Linked DNA regions of Mus musculus: region 1 is linked to region 2. The links are chromatin contacts, called in public HiChIP or PLAC-seq maps. All regions are on one chromosome and are shown on one strand. The core of a region is the stretch at or near the end of the contact, and the rest is flanking DNA. Distances in the headings are between cores, read along the strand shown.

Region 1 (4,226 bases), core at 722-3,221, 230 kb after region 2:
CAAAGGTAGACTTGAAGCCGCAGCAGGAGGAGAGCCCCAGTGCTTCTCTGGGTACAGTGTGCTAGCCAGCTTTCCCCACTTGGGTATCTGCCAACTCGAGGCGGGGGCCCGCCATTTTTACCAAGCTAAGTGTTGCCCTAAGGTAACAAGTTGAATGGATGGTGCAGACTAAATGACCAGCAAATTTAAACAATTACTCCCGTGAGAGCACATTTAGTGCTTAGCATTATGCTGTGATTCACTTATTTTTTCTTCCACATTCTCTTCATGTATCTGTGCATGTGTGTAGTATGTGCACACATGTGCACAGATATGGGGGGGCAGGTGTGCTAGCTGATGCCAGAGATCATTCTCCATCACTCCCCCTCTTTCTTCTTTGAGGCAGGGTCTCCCAGTCAAACCCAGAGCTTACTGATAAGCCTACCCTCACTACGCTGCTTGCTCTGGGGAACCCTTGGCTCTGCATCCTGAGGATCCAGGCCTTTGAGCCCACCTGACATTTCTACTGCTTGCTTGGCGAGCATTTTAACCATGGAACTATGTCCATATACTTCAATTGCTTGATCAACAGAGCCGTTGGTGAAGAAATGATGGCCCTGTCATTGGCTGATTTTGTGTGTCAACTTGACACAGGCTGGAGTTATCACAGAGAAAGGAGCTTCAGTTGGGGAAGTGCCTCCATGAGATCCAGCTGTGGGGCATTTTCTCAATTAGTGATCAAGGGTAGAAGGGCCCATTCTGGGTGGTGTCATCCCTGGGCTGGTGGTCTCAGGTTCTGTAAGAGAGCAAGCTGAGCAAGCCAGGGGAAACAAGCCAATAAGCAGCATCCCCCCATGGCCTCTGCATCAGCTCCTGCTTCCTGACCTACTTGAGTTCTAGTCCTGACATCCTTTGGTGATGAACGCAGTATGGAAGTGTAAGCTGAATAAACCCTTTCCTCCCCAACTTGTTTCTTGATCGTGATGTTTGTGCAGGAATAGAAACCCTGACTAAGACAGCTTCTGAGCAAACATGAATCTGTCTTCTCTGAAGGGAAAATGCAAGCAGCAAGCACAACACCCAGCAAAGAAGGTCATGTGTATGTGTGTGTGTTGATGATGAAATGTTTCTTTTGTATACTCTCTCTCTCTCTCTCTCTCTCTCTCTCTATATATATATATATATATATATATATATATATATATATATATATATATATTTTTTTTTTTTTTTAAAGAGCCAAATAATATTCTTCAATCTGTGGGGCTAGAGGGATGGTTTGGTGGTTGAGAGCACTGGCTGCTCTTCTGGAGGGCCTGAGTTCAATTCCCAGCACCCACAGGACAGTTCACAACTGTCTGTGAGTCCAGTTCCAGGGTATTCAATACCCTCTCTCAGATACATGTAAGCAAAACCCCGATGCATATAAAATAAAAATAAATAAATTCTTTTAAAAAAGAATAAAACTATTATAATCATATATATGCAGGTTTGTTTTTTTTTTTTTAGTGTGAATGCTTTTAATTTATTGTGGTCAGTATTATGATACGTTTTTAACTGACAGTGACTCAAAAGAAGTTAATGTATATGTGTGTGTGTGTGTGTGCGCATTTGCATATATTGCATATACATATGTATCATATATATGCTAATTTGAATGGACTCTCTTGTAAATAAAGACTCCTGGAAGGAAGACTGGAACCATGATGAGACAGTGAAATGTTGCTGCTAAGAGGCGGACCCGCCCACCCCCAAATACACTGACCTTGACTCTCTGCTCCTGCAGGCGGGAGAGACAGTCTCCAAGACAGCCCCCTTGTTCTGGGGGGAGGAGGTGGTGAAGGAGTTCCCTGAATCGGAGGTGTTGCCACAGTTGAGGTCTCGACTCTTGCTTAGATCCCCACCGGGACTCCCCTTCTCCTGGCCCCGAGACCTGGCCGAGCTGGTTTGCGTGGAGGGCGGCGAGGACGTGTCATTGCCCGAGTCGTACTCCTGCGAGCGCCCTCGGGTGGCGGCGAGAGGGCTGGCCGATTTGCTAAAGAGGTCAGCCGCGGACCCCGACCCAGTGATCTGAAAGCAAAAAGACCCGTCGGACACTGCTGAGCTCCTGGGCCGTGTGCCAGTAACCTAGAATGTTAACCGTCATGAGTCACTGTAACGAAAGCAAAGAGAGAGGGGAGAGAAGAGACGCCAAAAAAACAAAAGCACAAATTCCTGAAAGAATTCCACAGAAATAGGAGATCTCTAGATCTTATTTTTTGTTTGTTTTGTTTTGTTTTGTTTTTTTTAAACCCCCTGCTAGAAGAACTGGAAGATTCAGGAGACATGCAGGGAAAAAGGCATGCGATTCAGAGTAAACGAAAGTCAAAGGAAATCATACAAAAAATATAGTCTTCAATAAACTCAAACAGAAAGAGACAAATTAATAGAAAAGGGAGGGCTGTAGACACCCTTAACCTCAAAGAATAATCAAAAGGAAGGAAAGGGGAGCGGGGAAGGAAAAAAAAAGAAAAGGGGCTATGGGCCTCAAAAATTATATCTTGGAAATTAAAAACGCAAAAGGCCAAGGTTTAAATTTAACCAAAATCCTCAGCTAACTCTCTCTCTCTCTCTTTCTCTCTCTCAGAAAAAGTTGCTTGCATAAAATACTGAAGAAGTGTCATATGGGCCAAAGAAATAAAGATGAGGGTTGGTCTCTCTCTCTCTCTCTTTCTTTCTTCCTTTCTTTCTTTCTTTCTTTCTTTCTTTCTTTCTTTCTTTCTTTCTTTCTTTCAAAAAAAGTCACGGTCACAAACTGACGGTTCAGCAGTTTCCAACTAAAGGAGTCAAGAGAGGGAGGGGCAAAATAAATATAAAGGCATATAGTCTGACTGAAAACAAACAAACCAAAAATAATAACAATAATAACGATTAAAAAAAAAGTCTCTACAGGCATTTGTGCGCGTCCTTCTCCCTCGTAGGAGGTAGCTAAGCATCCTGAGTGGCTTCTAATAAAGTCTCTCATGTCTTTGCGGATTACATCCACTTACCAAGCAAGGACTCCTCCTTTAGTAGGAAAGGTGTAAGAGAAAGGGAAGAGCGGGCAACGTGAGTCCATCATCAGACAAGAAAAAACACACACCTTCCTGCACAACTTTAACCTTCGCTCTGACCTTTTGGGTTTGGGGGCGCTCAGTGCTTTGAGCGTGTGGATAGCTCATACCTCGACACTCCCTTCCTGCCCAGGTTGGATCAGGGAAACCTTCGTGGCTTGGGAACCTGCGCCCTGCGCCTTATTTCTAGAGGAGACCGGAAGGGAACTCGTGATCGCGGTCGGGCAATTTAGAAGGGCACAATCAGGGATCGCTGGAAGAGAGGCCTCAGAGTCCTGCTGGAGGACTGGCTAGGAAGACTGAGGGCTTTGTGAGCAGTGAGCTCTTGGGAAGGGAGGTCTATGCTGAGAATATGTTTTTTCTTCAACGTTCAGGTCAGGATGTGGCTGAGAGGTCATAGTGAGTTTGCTTCTGGCTCCTGGTCGTTGTACCATGTTTAGTTGAGGTGGGCAAAAGCCCTGAACAATGTATCTAGCAATGTATCTCTCTGAGGAGATACATCTGTGGGATCAAGCGGACACTCTCTGGAAACCTCTCTGGGGCTCCTGGGATTCCAGAATTCTCTGTTTAAACGTCTCACGAGCCTCCTTCTGAGGTTATGTCTCCTCCACAGTTCTGTCTTCCCATACATAACTATGTCTCAGGTGGGTCAATCTGGGCAGAATCTGCATGATGATGCTAAGGTATCCAAGTGCCTGTGTGGGGCCTGTCACAGTTAGTGACAGAGACAGGAAGCCCGAGACCTTGGGGCAGGTTCTCTCTCACTGCCATTCTAGTGCAGAGGGATTCTGCGATTCTGGATTCAAAGGCGACTTTCATATCACCTTGAAAATATATTTGCTGAGAGAGTGAACATACTTTATTAGGCTTTGTTGCTTTATTTATGAGCATTTAGACATCTTGCCTAGTATAGATGTCCTATCGTCTGACCCTAGGCCTTATATAGTATTTTCCTATTTTAAAAATAAAAATCTACTTTCCCCCAACTTCATCTCTTGTTTCACAGATCTGCTAGGGAAGGGGCCACCAGAGCTTTTCTAAGAAACCACTTCAACCATGAGGGGAGATGTGTACACCCGGAACTGATAATCACAGAGAGATCCTCAACAGCTTGGAATACCAGGGCCTGGGGTTAGGAGGTAGGACTTTCTTTAC
Region 2 (4,221 bases), core at 12-2,511:
TTAAAATCTGACTACCCCCTCTTGCTCAGAACCCTCCAGCAGCTACGCCAAACATTTCTGCATGGCCTTCCTGACATTTTAGCTCCATCTCTTTCCTCTCTCAACCTAGCTTACCCCGAGGCTCTACACAGGCCCCTCTGATGCTGCAGTATGCCCAGCATGTCCTGACTTCATCACCCCCTCAACTCATGCTCTGAAGAACCACGGCTGCTCCCCCTTTGTGTGAATGGCTCTCTCTCTCCTTCAGGCATCAGACCTAGGATCTCTCTGTATAAATTATTACAAACTTTACACACAGACACACAGATACACACTCTCACACACACTCAACACACATGCAATCACACACAAAACACACTCACATACAAATACACACATACCCTCTCACACACATGCACATACTCACTCACACACATATACATACTCTCAGACACATGCAGATACAATGGCGTCAGCAGACCCAGAGCTGGGAGGGCGTTTGCTTCAACACTCTCTGTATTCATTATTTCTCTGATGCTGCGATGGAATGCCCCACCTAAAACCAGCTTAGGAGAGGAAGAGTTTATTGCAGCTGATGTTGCAGAAGGAATACAGTCAGTCATGGTGGGGGAGGCATGGCGGCAGACCCACAAGTCTGGCTGGGCTGCCATCAGGACTCAGACCAGGAAGTGTGGCTGAACCATAGAACCTCAAGGCTGGATCCTAACGCCCTACCTTCTCCAGGGAGGTCCCACAGCCTCCTGAAACAGCGCCACCCACTGGGGACCACATGTTCAAAAGTATGGGCTCCTGGACATTGCCTATGCTAACTGCGGCTCTTTGTGAAACCTCTTGTTCTGTGCATGGATTTCTGACCGCTCTCCCTTTTCTTATAAGGACACAGACTGGATAAGGACATTTGACTTCATTGACCCTCAGTTACCCATCTAGTGGCCCTTGTTACAAACAAAGTCACATGGGGGTTTCGGGATTGGAACTTTCTCCAGGTCATGGACGGGAGAGGGCGAGGAGACACTGGGAACCTGGAGGGGTGCATGTTAGTACGCGACGCATGCGTGCTTCCGCTGGGAACAGTGGACTCTAAGCTGTTCATTGCTCTTCCCCCTCTCTCTTGGAGAATGTTCTAGGGGAAGAAAAGGTGTTTTTGTTTTTGTTTTGTTTTGTTTTGTTTTTGCTTTACAACTCCATCCAGGCTATAGAGCATCCTCTGGGAAAGTCAAGGCAGGGATTGGAAGGAGCTGGTCACATGACATCCCCAGCCAGGGCAGAGAGAAATGAAAGCGCCCAGGACCCAGACCAGGGGGTAAAGCCACACATGCTCAGGGTGGTTCTTTCCTTCCTGATCATCTCACTTAAGAAGAAACCCTTCACCGTCATGGCCACAGGCTGACCCAATCCAGACAGTTCTTCATTTGAACTCGCTTCTGTCTGCTCCCTTTCTAGTGTGCACCGGCACAATTTAGAGATTACATCATGGCCAGGCCCCAGGAGAGTAGACAGAGCCACCTCTCACATGGAAAGGGCCTGTAGCTCTCGGGGTTGTTTAACCCTGTGACCTATCCTCCAGCCCTGTCCCCCCCACCCCACCCCCACGTAGGCCCACCCATCATTCAGCAGCGTGGGACAGATGCCGGGAGGGGAGGCGTCTCGGACGCGTTGATCCCCTGTGTTCTTTCCCTGGCACACCAGGTCTTCCGATGAATGTCTATGGAGAGGCTCGCCCCCCCCCCCCCCCCCCCCCCCCCCGCTCCCTGTCCCCAGCCTGGCCCGCAGTGCCTGCGGCTCACAAGTCATCCCTCCCAGGGCTCACTCACCGGCTTCGCATAAGATCCTTCTTAAGGTTTGCTATCTCCTTGTCTATATATTTGGAGTTCTTCGCTGTCTTGTCTGAGGCCTGCTGGGGAAGACAGGAGAGGAGAGGGGAGAGGGACATTAACACAGGTGCTCCAGGTGAAGCTGGACTAACAGAGGGCCCTGTGTCTAGCGAGAATCAATTTACGCAGAGCAAAGTTCTACTCCAGCACATGGTTTGGGAGGCTCTGGGCTGTCGCTGGTTGGCCCTGTTTTGCCTTGGACCTGTGTCAGGGTCCGGGAGTGTGGGACAGCAGGATGGCACACTTCTAAAGCTTGTGGGAAACACACTGTGAAAACCTTTCAGAAGGACCATGCATGCCCCTTAGATCCAACATCTGTGGTTAAGCATCCCGCAAGAGAATATTCCTGACAGGGATGCGGAGGCACCATAGCAAGGCCACTCAGTTGCTTGTAAAGACAAATACCTGCACATGCCACAAGGGAAGACAGACTGAACCATCCTGCTGCATCTAGACTGCAGAATAGTATACAACATGAAAAGTGACCCGCTTCCAACACAGTCTTTCCCTGCCACTCCCACCACTGCTGGATGGCACATGCCACAGTGCTTGTATGTATGTGTGTGTGTGTGTGTTCTGGGATCAAACATGGGTCCTCATGCCTGCAAGTTAAGTGTTTTCCTCAGTGAGCCATCACCCCAGCTCTGATGGGTAAACCTTTGGGGTGAGGGGGACACGCAGCAACCAAACCATGATGGTGTCCAACTTTCATGTATATTTTCAAAATTTTTACTTTATTCTTAAATTATGTGTCCATGTGTCCATCTGTGCAGGTGAGTGCGGGTACCTATGGAGACCAGAAAGAAGTGGATGTTGGGTCCCCTGGAGCTGCAGTTATCGGAGGCATTGTGAGCCGAGCCACTTGGGTGCTGGGAACGGAATCTGGGCTCACAGTCACTCATCTGACTAGCTCCATGTACTGTTTCCATGGGTGACAGAGGGAAATGTGCCGTGTATCAGGGGTCTGGGTCATCACACTAGGAAGAGAATGCATTGCTGTGTTAGAGGATTTGCAACCCCGCCATCTGCCCGACACATCTAGGGGACAAGACACAACCTGTAGCTCTGCAACTTGGTTGGCACTGCAGCAGGACCTCAGGAAACCACTCCCACTGTCCCCCGCCCCCCAATGGCACTCACAGGCCAGCAGTGATAAACATCTGGAAGACAGAGTCCTGGTTCTCGAGACATTTGATATGAACAAAATTAGAAGCTAAGGAAACATCCCAGAACTACTCTTTTTAAAGGGAGTCTTGCTTTGTGGCCCAGAAATCTCTCAAGTTCCTGACTCTCATGTGTCTGCCTTCCAGGTGCAGTCACCACCCCTGGGCTCCAAAATCACTTCTTTTAATACTATTACAGAGGTCATGTAGCAATATGCGAAAAGCCTCACAAGTTCAGTCCCGGCCCACAGGGCACTGCGTGAGATGGCAATGCAGCTGGGTAGTAGCTCCGAGGTGGAACACTGCAGAACCGGCAGCCATGCCATTGAGAACATTGAGTGTGAGATCGCAGTGGAGCTGCACGGTGATGTCACAGGGCAATGCAGTGTTCCTGAACGATAATGCTGGAGTCCACACACCTGGAGTCAGCCACTCATATGAGAATGCACTAGGGGCTGGCTCAGTGGCTCAAGGGCTTGCTGTGCAAGCTTAGGACCCGAGTTCAGATCCCACAGAACCCACGTATTAGTCAGACAGGCATGGCAGGCCGCCTATAATTTCAGCCTGGGGAAGGCTGGAGGTGAGGGATACTCAGAACAAGCAGGCTGGCAAGGTTAGCCATATTCAGTGAGCTCTGGGTTTTATTGAGAGATCCTGCCTTATTGAATAAGGTGGTTCTGGGTTTGATTGAGAGACCCTGCCTTATTGAATAAGGTGGAAGCACCATGGAGCATCTTCAGGCTTGGAGCCGCTACATGCACACACACCCGTGTGCATGTGCTCCCAATACACAAGTGACCTCACACGTGCAAACAGGTATACACACACACATGCACACCATGTGCTAAATATTTAGCACACGTACACAAAAGAATGAAAATAAGATTAAAGACCACAGTGAACGCAATGACATGGGGCACGGGGCGCTTGCTTGTGGTGACGGCCCTTGGTGTTATTGGCTTAAGTGTTTGCTGTTCTGTGTTTTTTATAGTTTTGAGAGTACAGTTCTCTTATTTGTATAAAATCCCCAGTTGCTCCAAGCCAGGCTGCTGTGTTGTTGCCAATGGCAGCCTTGGGTGGTTTCGACTGGGTCGATAGCTATCTTTGGTGATGGATTTAATGATAGGTGGGAGGCAGGCTGGACCACCTAGATTTGTATGGGCACATTCTAGTGATGGTGAGAC

Evidence for each region. HiChIP or PLAC-seq counts read pairs in DNA pulled down with a chosen protein or histone mark.
Region 1: an H3K4me3 HiChIP or PLAC-seq map of embryonic stem cells shows a contact between it and region 2, with 20 read pairs. The contact joins two enhancer-like sites. A contact is called at or near these places in 1 of 39 promoter capture datasets (cranial neural crest), 2 of 15 datasets of contacts at CTCF or cohesin (embryonic stem cells and stem cell-derived epiblast-like cells), 31 of 484 Hi-C or Micro-C datasets (CD4 single positive thymocytes, CD8 T cells, cardiomyocytes and 17 more), 17 of 115 datasets of contacts at active chromatin or transcription factors (SST interneurons, craniofacial prominence, embryonic basal ganglia and 9 more) and 4 of 9 other capture datasets (adipose tissue, embryonic stem cells, liver and 1 more).

What each region holds. Positions count from the first base shown.
Region 1 is chr5:116,451,665-116,455,890 of GRCm38.p6, forward strand. It overlaps Srrm4 (serine/arginine repetitive matrix 4), which reads right to left. Exons shown (of 13, transcript NM_026886.3): 9 at 1,745-2,049. All of the region lies in intron 2 of Srrm4os (serine/arginine repetitive matrix 4, opposite strand), which reads left to right. Among named protein-coding and RNA genes, the nearest start is that of Srrm4os, 15 kb to the left of the region's middle. Within about 2 kb of position 1,972, at least 51 of the 459 cell types and tissues checked have an H3K27ac peak or open chromatin away from gene starts, as enhancers often do. A contact at or near this core is called in embryonic stem cells, where this site is marked.
Region 2 is chr5:116,223,455-116,227,675 of GRCm38.p6, forward strand. Ccdc60 (coiled-coil domain containing 60) reads right to left here. Exons shown (of 14, transcript NM_177759.3): 2 at 1,815-1,897. Among named protein-coding and RNA genes, the nearest start is that of Gm36502, 6.5 kb to the right of the region's middle. Within about 2 kb of position 1,262, at least 3 of the 459 cell types and tissues checked have an H3K27ac peak or open chromatin away from gene starts, as enhancers often do. A contact at or near this core is called in embryonic stem cells, where this site is marked.